Linked DNA regions of Mus musculus: regions 1 and 2 are each linked to region 3. The links are chromatin contacts, called in public Hi-C maps. All regions are on one chromosome and are shown on one strand. Each heading gives the region's core, a stretch centred on a gene start, on an enhancer-like site or on the middle of the called end of the contact. The rest is flanking DNA. Distances are from core to core; before and after follow the strand shown.

Region 1 (2,741 bases), core at 157-2,656, 1.5 Mb before region 3:
CACCTCAATTATATGCTTCATTTCTTTCTTTTTTATTGGATATTTTCTTTATTTACATTTCAAATGTTATCCCTTTTCCAGCTTTCCCCTCCAAAACCCTCTATCCACTCCCACCTCCCCATGCTCAACAACCCACCCATACCTGCTTCCTGGCCCTAGCATTAACCTATACTAGGACATGGAACTTTCACAGGACCAAGAGCTTCTCCTCCCATTGATGACCAACTAGGCAGTCCTCTGCTACTTACGCAGCTAAAGCCATGAGTCCCAGTATGTGTTTTCTTTGGTTGGTGGCTTAGTTCCTGGGAGCTCTGGAGATGCTGGTCACTTCATATTGTTGTTCTTCCTATGGGGCTGCAAGACCCTTAAACTCCTAGGGTACTTTCTCTAGCTCCTTCATTGAGGACCCTGTGCTCTGTGTAAGGGATGACTGTGAGCAACCATAAGGAAAATTTTTACATCAAGAGTCACATGAATTAAATGTAACTGCAAAACTGGCTTGTCCATGTGTTCTATAGAAAAATAGGGAAACAGAGGACTAATATAAAGAATTGTATTGGCCCTGGGTGAAGGTGATGAAGGTCCCTTTTAGCTATAGTTTCTCCACTGTATTTAAAAGGTCTTTTTGCAGTTGTATTGAGAACAAATGGAGCTATTGTGTGGTGAAAACTATTGGAAGAGCTTTAGTGGAATACTTTGTGTGGGTGTAGGGTGAAGTTCAATAAATAAAATATTGGAAAGAGAAGGCAAAAACATAAGTATGAGCATAATAAGAAAGAAAGAGAGATCAAATGGAGGAGCCCGAGTATGCAGAAACCTTAGTCTTTATGGCTCATTTCAAATCTATTATCATTTGCAGGCATAGAAGCAACATTGTTTGAGGAGGACACAAATCTATCCTTAGCAGCAGTCTGGTCTAGTCCTGTTTTAATTTTCGAGCACTGCAGCAGTCATTGAGTCCAGCTGGTCCTGAAGGATGTTAAGCAGATCAGAGCTGACAAGAGAGATGGGTTAATTGATGTAAAGATAGCTTCAGTCTAGCTGTTTTCGTTTTTTTTGAGTCCCTAAAATGAAGTCCAGTATGGCAAGAAGAGGGATGATGGATGGCCCATGGCCCATTAGTCCCCTTTAGAGATCAGCCAAAGTGCTTTCAGGCGTTTGGGAGTGTTGATCTCTTGGCAACAGCTTCATAGCTGACTGATAAGCGATAAAGGAAGTGGCAGTTAGAGTTCTTCATAAAAGGGCCTCTAAGGGGCCATGATAAAACTTAACAGTTGTTAAAGACCTAGATCATAAGTCAGGAGGCAATAAACTGTACAACTTCTTTCCTTGGGAGCATTAAGTAGCAAAGTTATACGAGGATAACTTTTACATCAGGATTAACAAGAGTTAAGTGCAAGCACGCAACTGGCTTGTCCAAGTGTCTTGTAGAAGGACACAGTAATTGTAATTAGTTGTTTGTGACATTAGTCTCCTGCATAAGGAACAAATACCTGGAAGATTTTAAAAGCGGTCAATTAAAATCATCATCCAATGCATGACTTGGATCAGAAAGTGTCTAAGTGATATTCCCTCCTTTCACAGAGTGTCTTTGTTAGGGTTTCTATTTCTATAAAGAGACGCAGTGACCACAGAAACTCTTTTCAAAGAAAGCATTTCATTGGGGCTAGCTTACAGTTTCAGAGGTTTAGACCGTTATCATTATGGTGGGAAGCAAAGTGGCATGTAGGTAGACATGGTGCTGGAGAGGTAGCTGAATTCTACATCTGGATCTGAAGGCAATAGGAAGTAACTGAGCTATTAAGCCTGGTCTTGAGATTTTTAGAGCACAAAACCCACCCCACAGTGACACATTTCCTCCTACAAGGCCACATCAAATCCTACAAGACCACACCCCCTAATAATACCACTCCCTATTGACCAAGCATCCAAATACTTCAATTATGGGAGCCATTCCTATTCAAACCACCACCATATGAACATTACATATTTGTTTAAAGTATTAGCAATATCAGCAATTACTGAATGAATTTCAAGTAAAATACAATTATTGATTAGAAAAAATTTGTAAGGTAAAAATTTAAATGGAGATTATTACTTTAAATGTCTGTATCTAGTGTTTGAAAACATCTCTTAATACGTATTTTGTTACCATCAATATATATATATATATATACATATATATATATATATATATATATATATTCCAAGATTATGTAGTAAATATAAGACCACAGAAAGAGATAATTATTTTTCCTGAAAAGAAATGATTTTCCCTTTCTAATTTAAAAGTATGCTTTCAAAGACTGATTGCTTTGTCAAGTGCAAATGATTCACTTTATAAAATTTTCTAAAATTAGCCTTATTGATGGAACCTTTTAAAAAATTTTTTACATTTTCATTCCATACATTCAACCCACAGATAAAAGATGAAAGCAGTCAGTCATGATAAATCTGTAACAAACGATTTACATGTAATAGGGATGGAATTAACATAGAAGGAGAAGGCCAACTCTTTACTCCTTTTGTCTCCAGGTCATCATACACTGACCCCAGCATGCATATTTCTTAACATCAGTATATTTAAAAATCAATTGAGTCTTTAGAGGCATAATTTGTAAAGCAAGATAACTAAATTAAATGAGCTATAGCAAACATTGACTTTTAGATTTTCTTAGAAAACATCTACAAGTATAATTATCAAAGCCTGCATACTCATTGTAGGCTTCAAGGTAAGAATA
Region 2 (2,799 bases), core at 231-2,730, 1.9 Mb before region 3:
TTAAATTCTAATGACACTTTTGTCCTAAAACTGCCACGAAACAATGGCTTCATCTGGATAGGAAAAGGTGCTAGCCAGGAGGAGGAGAAAGGAGCAGAGTATGTGGCTGATGTCCTCAAGTGCAAAGCTTCAAGAATTCAAGAAGGCAAGGAACCAGGTGTGTGCTGTGGGCCCAAGGTCACCACTTTCATAGTTCTAATTGACTTCATTCAATAAAAAATCATTTTTCTTATCATTAGAGTTGTGTAAGGATGCTTCTGTTAATTGCAAGTGTTGATGGCATCTGGTATCATTTAGTTAGGATGAAATAATATTGTCATTGATGTGAAATCCTATGAAGTATATATGCTCCTGAATATGTACTAAGTAACTCATTGTGCATTCCGTAGAGGAATTCTGGAACTCTCTTGGAGGGAGGGGAGACTACCAGACTTCACCATTGCTAGAAACTCGGGCTGAAGACCATCCACCTCGGCTTTATGGTTGCTCCAACAAAACTGGAAGATTCATTGTAAGTGTCTTAGCTAGACAGAGCCTAATGACAGCATCCTGTCCTGGTTTGAAGAACTTTCAAATGTGGGACAACTGGGTTTGGCTTCTCTGTATACTGTAGGTGACAATCTTTACTCTGTGCAAGTAGTTTAAGGCCTAATGATATGGCAGATGCAGAAACATCTAGAAAACTCTATAGTATATAAATCAAAATGTCCTTAAAAATATCTATCTCACATCTGTATCAGCATTTAGTGTTTCTTTGTGAAATGCGGATGGCTGGTTCTGCTCATTTAGTACTTAGTTTCTGGGGGGGGGGGCGGCGGTTGCGGGGGGAGTAGAGCCATCATTTCTCATCTAAGTGTAAACAGAAGAATAGATTTTTTCCCAGGCTGACTGAATGAAACAAACAAATAAACACACACACACACACACACACACACACACACACACACACACACACACACACGGGGTTATTAAGGTCATTGAACAAAGCCACAGAGAACTTTGTGCACCTCTGAAAATTACCTAACACCAAGAGTAATTTTTTTTTTTTTTGAGACAGGGTTTCTCTGTGTAGCCCTGGCTCTTCTGGAACTCACTCTGTAGACCAGGCTGGCCACCTGCCTCTGCCTCCCAAGTGCTGGGATTAAAGGCATGCGCCACCACAGCCCAGCCTGTAATGTTTTGTTTTCTAGTCCTTTATAGTTCAGGCAATTAAAAGTAACAGTAGGAGACTGTGAATATCTATTGTGTGACACCATTCCTAGGGAGATGTGAATAACCTGTCTACTTGCCCCAGATAGGAAACCAATGACAGGCCAATGAACAGAAACCACCAAAGTCCAACTTGGTGAACCAATGAGTTTTATTAGTGTTCCTTTCAGGAATAGGAATGACTCAAAGGCAGCTGCATCATCAAAAGCCATCTCCTACATGGGTGATGTCTCATGAAAACTGGAAACCTGGACGTCACTGCACAACCTATAGGTGGCTTAGTGGATTGGAGACTGTCTCTTCCAAGCAGCTTGTCTTAGTCTGAGAGTATTTCTCAGCAGTCATTATGATTAGATATGCTTTGGGAGGGAGGGAGCCTAACACATCTAATCAGTTTCAGGACTTCCTGAAGCTTTTCAGATGTTTACTTCATGGATGTAATGCAGGAGAGGTTGTTTCACCTCCCTTTACAACATCCAGAGTCATAATGAGCATCCCATAATGAGATGAGATGTTTCATCTGGAGGAAATTGTTGCACAACAAAGTCTTAGTTTAAGCTGTTGTTACATGAATGTAGCAGACTGGAGTGTTTAAACAGTAAGCACAGCTTTCTCACATCCTTGAACCTGGGAGGTTCAAGGCACCAGCATATCTGTTGTCTAGAGAGGGCCTTTCTAGCTAGCATCTTTACATAGCCCAGTGAGCTGCTATATCTCTTCTGAGTACACTGCTGTTGTCAATGGGCCTTATCCTTGTGACCTCATTGTGAGCATCAGCCTCCATCCACCCCCTGATTCTGAACAAAAACATGCAGTTTGTATCAGTACATGATTTTGTAATGGGTTCTGAAATTTCATCCTGGGCTCCAGCCATTTACCTCAACTTATTCAGAAAAGTCTGACCATCTTAGACATGCTAGACTTTTGTGTGAAGAATGTTGAAGGAGAGATCTTTCTCATCCTGGCAAATAAAAACTTAATTTTCATCACACAAAACTAAGTGCTCACCAGATTCATTACTAGAAATAAAGTGCTAAAGGAACTGTCCATTTATTAAAAACATACTTGGAGCTTACAAATGATTTGACTTGAAATTTTAAGATATAATGATGGGTAGTGATAAATATTAATTTTGGGGACCACAGTTTCCCATCTACCATAGAGAATCCTTGAACTTGCTGTACTTTATGTTTACTATATGAAAAGTCTCTTTTGTTGATTATTAATATTATATCATATCCAAACAGCTTCTCTTTTGCACATGGTTCACACATGCTTATGTAATTTGTTTTATTTGCTAATATTGCTGTAAATTAGATTCTTAAGAATTTCATTTTATAACTTTCATACATAAGTACTATGTCATTTCTATCTATCCCTCTTCCCCATCCAATGCCATTCATGTTCTCCCCGCACGCTCTCAAGTTCATGAACACTTCTTGGATGTACATACTCACACACACACCCTATTCAGTTCATTTATTGCTGTACATTTAGGCCTATGTACATGTATTATAGTTGGACAGCTTGGGATTGGATATGAAGGGGCTCATCCTTGGAGAAATCCTATTTTCCATCTCCCAGCAGCCA
Region 3 (2,937 bases), core at 185-2,684:
CACTTTGTAAACCAGGCTGGCATTGAACTCAGAAATTCACCTGCCTCTGCCTCCCGAGTGCTGGGATTAAAGGCGTGTGCCACCACACCTGGCTTAAGTATAGTTCTTAATGTTAAATAATATACCTGGAGAAAAAAATCTTAAAGCATATTGCATAGCAGAAATTGATGTGGCTGAATTGCTGGATCAGTGGAGAACTTAACCTTATTTCAGAGAATATAAACTTTATTTTAGGTAAAAAATATTATGGATTAAATCAGTACTAGATGATTTTATAAATTAACTTACACACATATTTACATACACTCTCTTAGCAAATCTCTAACAGCTCTGGCTGCATATGTAGCAGAAGATGGCCTAGTCGGCCATCACTGGGAAGAGAGGCCTCTTGGTATTGAAAACTTTATATGCTCCAGTACAGGGGAATGCCAGGGCCAAGAAGTGGGAGTGGGTGGGTAGGGGAGCAGGGCAGAGGGAGGGTATAGGGAACTTTCAGGATAGCATTTGAAATGCATATATAGAAAATATCTAATAAAAAATAAATAAATAAAATGTAAATACATAAAATATCCAATAAAAATAAAATAAATGGAAAAAAGAAAAAAAGAATAAAATAAATCTTGCAAGACAAGGAAACAGAAAATATCAAAATGAATATGACTTATAATGCCTTATATTCCAATATTGATATTCATATGAAGATTTTCCTTTATGTAAAGTAACATACCAGAGGCATTTAGCAGGTGACTCAGCAGGCAAAGCACTTGCTACCAATGACTATAACTCAGATCTCAAGAACTCATTTAAAAAATTGACCACCTGTGAGTACCTCAGTGTACTGGAGGTAGAGAGTCTCCCAGATGCAATAGGATGCAATGTAAAGTCGTTGAGATATAAGTCAATACGAAAATTTGGGTCCATATATAAGGTGGGAGCAATGGAGAAAGTCACTAGATATTAATCTTAGATTATGAACACACACACACATGAGCAAGCATAGACATGAGAACACACCCCCACTCACCCACATACCCCCCACTTTTGTACTCCATAAATATGTAAAACTGAGAGCTGTAATGGTTAACTTATAAGGGGAATATATGAGAAAGCAGTGAAAAATGTCTAAATACTCCAAGGAGAAATGAGAAGCACAAATACTTAAAATTTAAACTACAATACAAAGAAATACCCATGGAATTGGAACACATCATTTATTTCCTTTGAAAGGAAGTTGGCCAGTGACCTGAACATTGAGCAGCTACAGGGAAAGATGTACAATAAGCATTTTGGCCTGGGGTATGACACACAAACAGGAGAGCTGCATGAGCTCAGTGTCCCCTTCAAGCAAGGTGATGACATCAGGCAGAGCCAGTGAACTCACAGGAGCAGCAGAGGCCCTGCTTCCCCACGCCAATCAGCATGTTCAGGCAGAGATTGCAGTAGGCAGGCTTGTTAAAGTGCTTGAGTCGCCACACATGCTGTCCATCATCCTTCACATTCTGCAGAAGACGGGAAAGAAACAGATTTCACTTTAATGAAATAAACAGTGGACTCTGCAAGTGCCAATCGAGCTCAGGCAGGACTGATGCGTGTGCAGACAATCTGTTCCTTCATCTTGGCTCTCTCCAGTACAAGAGTGCCACAGAGACTTCAGGAAAACCAAAGTGTTCTCTTGCCTGGTGAGACGCTGAAATGAATCTGACAGGCTACAGTGACCCATGAGATCTTGTCTAATGTACCCAGCAACCTCCACGATGACCCGCCAAACAGAACTCCCTGTGAAGACAAGGGCATGCCTTCGTGGCCATGGAGTAGCTCATGCTTAGCACAATTCCATAAACAAATGAACAAAGAAATTGAAACTTGTAAAGACTTAACTGTGGATTTGTGTTGGGCAAAAAAAAAAAAAAAAACAAAAAAAAAAAAAAAACAAAAAAAAAAACAAAAACAAAAACAAAAAACAAAAAAACAAAAAACAAAAAATTTAGAGTGAGGGTAGGTTTGTAAGACAGAAAAATGTGATGTAATTGCATGTTTTATGTGTAGGGGCACTATAGAAAGATAACACAGCTCATATCTTATTTTTATTAATAATAAAATATTAATAATAATGCTTCTAGCCACAGTGAGAGCCAGGACACTGATTTATAATATCTATGAATCCACAGTAACTACTTCTCACATTAGAATAAGAAATGTCAAATTTGCATCGTAAGATGAAACATTAATGAACATGCCTCCTAGGAGGTACTTGTCAACGGCCCCTTGAAGTTTAGCAAGTTTTGATGGCAGAAACACTGCCTTGTTTTTTGTCCCAAGCAGCCATTTGAAATACAATTGATGACTGAAGACCCTGCACTATGGAGATGTCCAGATGAGAGGACAAGCTTATATGGTACCCATGCTAATAAAAACAGGCTACACAGATTTCTGCCCTACAGAGAGGTTTGGTTCCCCAAGCCGTTGGAACTGGGGTCTGATACTAAGTGTTGCATTTAGTAGGCTCACATTCTTTCATCTCAGGCTAAGAGAAAAAGGCAACCCAGCTGAGCTGTGAAATGCCTATTGCTTGCTATCTTGTGAGTCATATACCAACTGTCTCTGGCCCAGAGATTCTCAGGTACCAAGGGAGCTGCAGTGAGCTGATCCCTTACCTACAACCTTAGGTTAATCTCAGACCCCTCTCCATTTCTTAGCAATATTCAAGTTTGTCTTTTGGATAAAGGAATGAGAATGTTTCAACAAAAGCAACTGAGTAAATGGTGATAGTTCTCTTGGCAACCACATCAGGAGTCAGGGTTTTAAACATTTTCATTCACCATTTAAAAAATAAGGTTCACTGTTATTTCTTAGCCAGGGCTGGTTTGGATGTGTTATAATAATTTTAGTAGGATAATACATGTTTAACTTGCCTATATTTTATAACCTATAGCTTTA

The links. Hi-C and Micro-C count contacts between places; a contact is called where the count stands out from the background.
Region 1: a contact with region 3 is called in a Hi-C map of the N1E-115 cell line, with 7 times the contacts expected there. The contact joins two enhancer-like sites. A contact is called at or near these places in 4 of 484 Hi-C or Micro-C datasets (the N1E-115 cell line, cardiomyocytes, muscle stem cells and 1 more) and 2 of 115 datasets of contacts at active chromatin or transcription factors (astrocytes and large pre-B cells).
Region 2: a Hi-C map of the N1E-115 cell line shows a contact between it and region 3, with 11 times the contacts expected there. The contact joins two enhancer-like sites. A contact is called at or near these places in 1 of 15 datasets of contacts at CTCF or cohesin (pro-B cells) and 19 of 484 Hi-C or Micro-C datasets (the G1E-ER4 cell line, the HPC-7 cell line, the N1E-115 cell line and 12 more).

The regions. Positions count from the first base shown.
Region 1 is chr12:39,659,061-39,661,801 of GRCm38.p6, reverse strand. No RefSeq gene overlaps it. Among named protein-coding and RNA genes, the nearest start is that of Gm24434, 39 kb to the right of the region's middle. Within about 2 kb of position 1,406, at least 2 of the 459 cell types and tissues checked have an H3K27ac peak or open chromatin away from gene starts, as enhancers often do. A contact at or near this core is called in the N1E-115 cell line, where this site is marked.
Region 2 is chr12:40,066,627-40,069,425 of GRCm38.p6, reverse strand. It overlaps Scin (scinderin), which reads left to right. Exons shown (of 16, transcript NM_001146196.1): 12 at 1-157; 13 at 390-511. Among named protein-coding and RNA genes, the nearest start is that of Arl4aos, 30 kb to the right of the region's middle. Within about 2 kb of position 1,480, at least 2 of the 459 cell types and tissues checked have an H3K27ac peak or open chromatin away from gene starts, as enhancers often do. A contact at or near this core is called in the N1E-115 cell line, where this site is marked.
Region 3 is chr12:38,135,103-38,138,039 of GRCm38.p6, reverse strand. It overlaps Dgkb (diacylglycerol kinase, beta), which reads right to left. Exons shown (of 26, transcript NM_001361686.1): 10 at 1,382-1,499. Among named protein-coding and RNA genes, the nearest start is that of Gm52011, 230 kb to the left of the region's middle. Within about 2 kb of position 1,434, at least 3 of the 459 cell types and tissues checked have an H3K27ac peak or open chromatin away from gene starts, as enhancers often do. A contact at or near this core is called in the N1E-115 cell line, where this site is marked.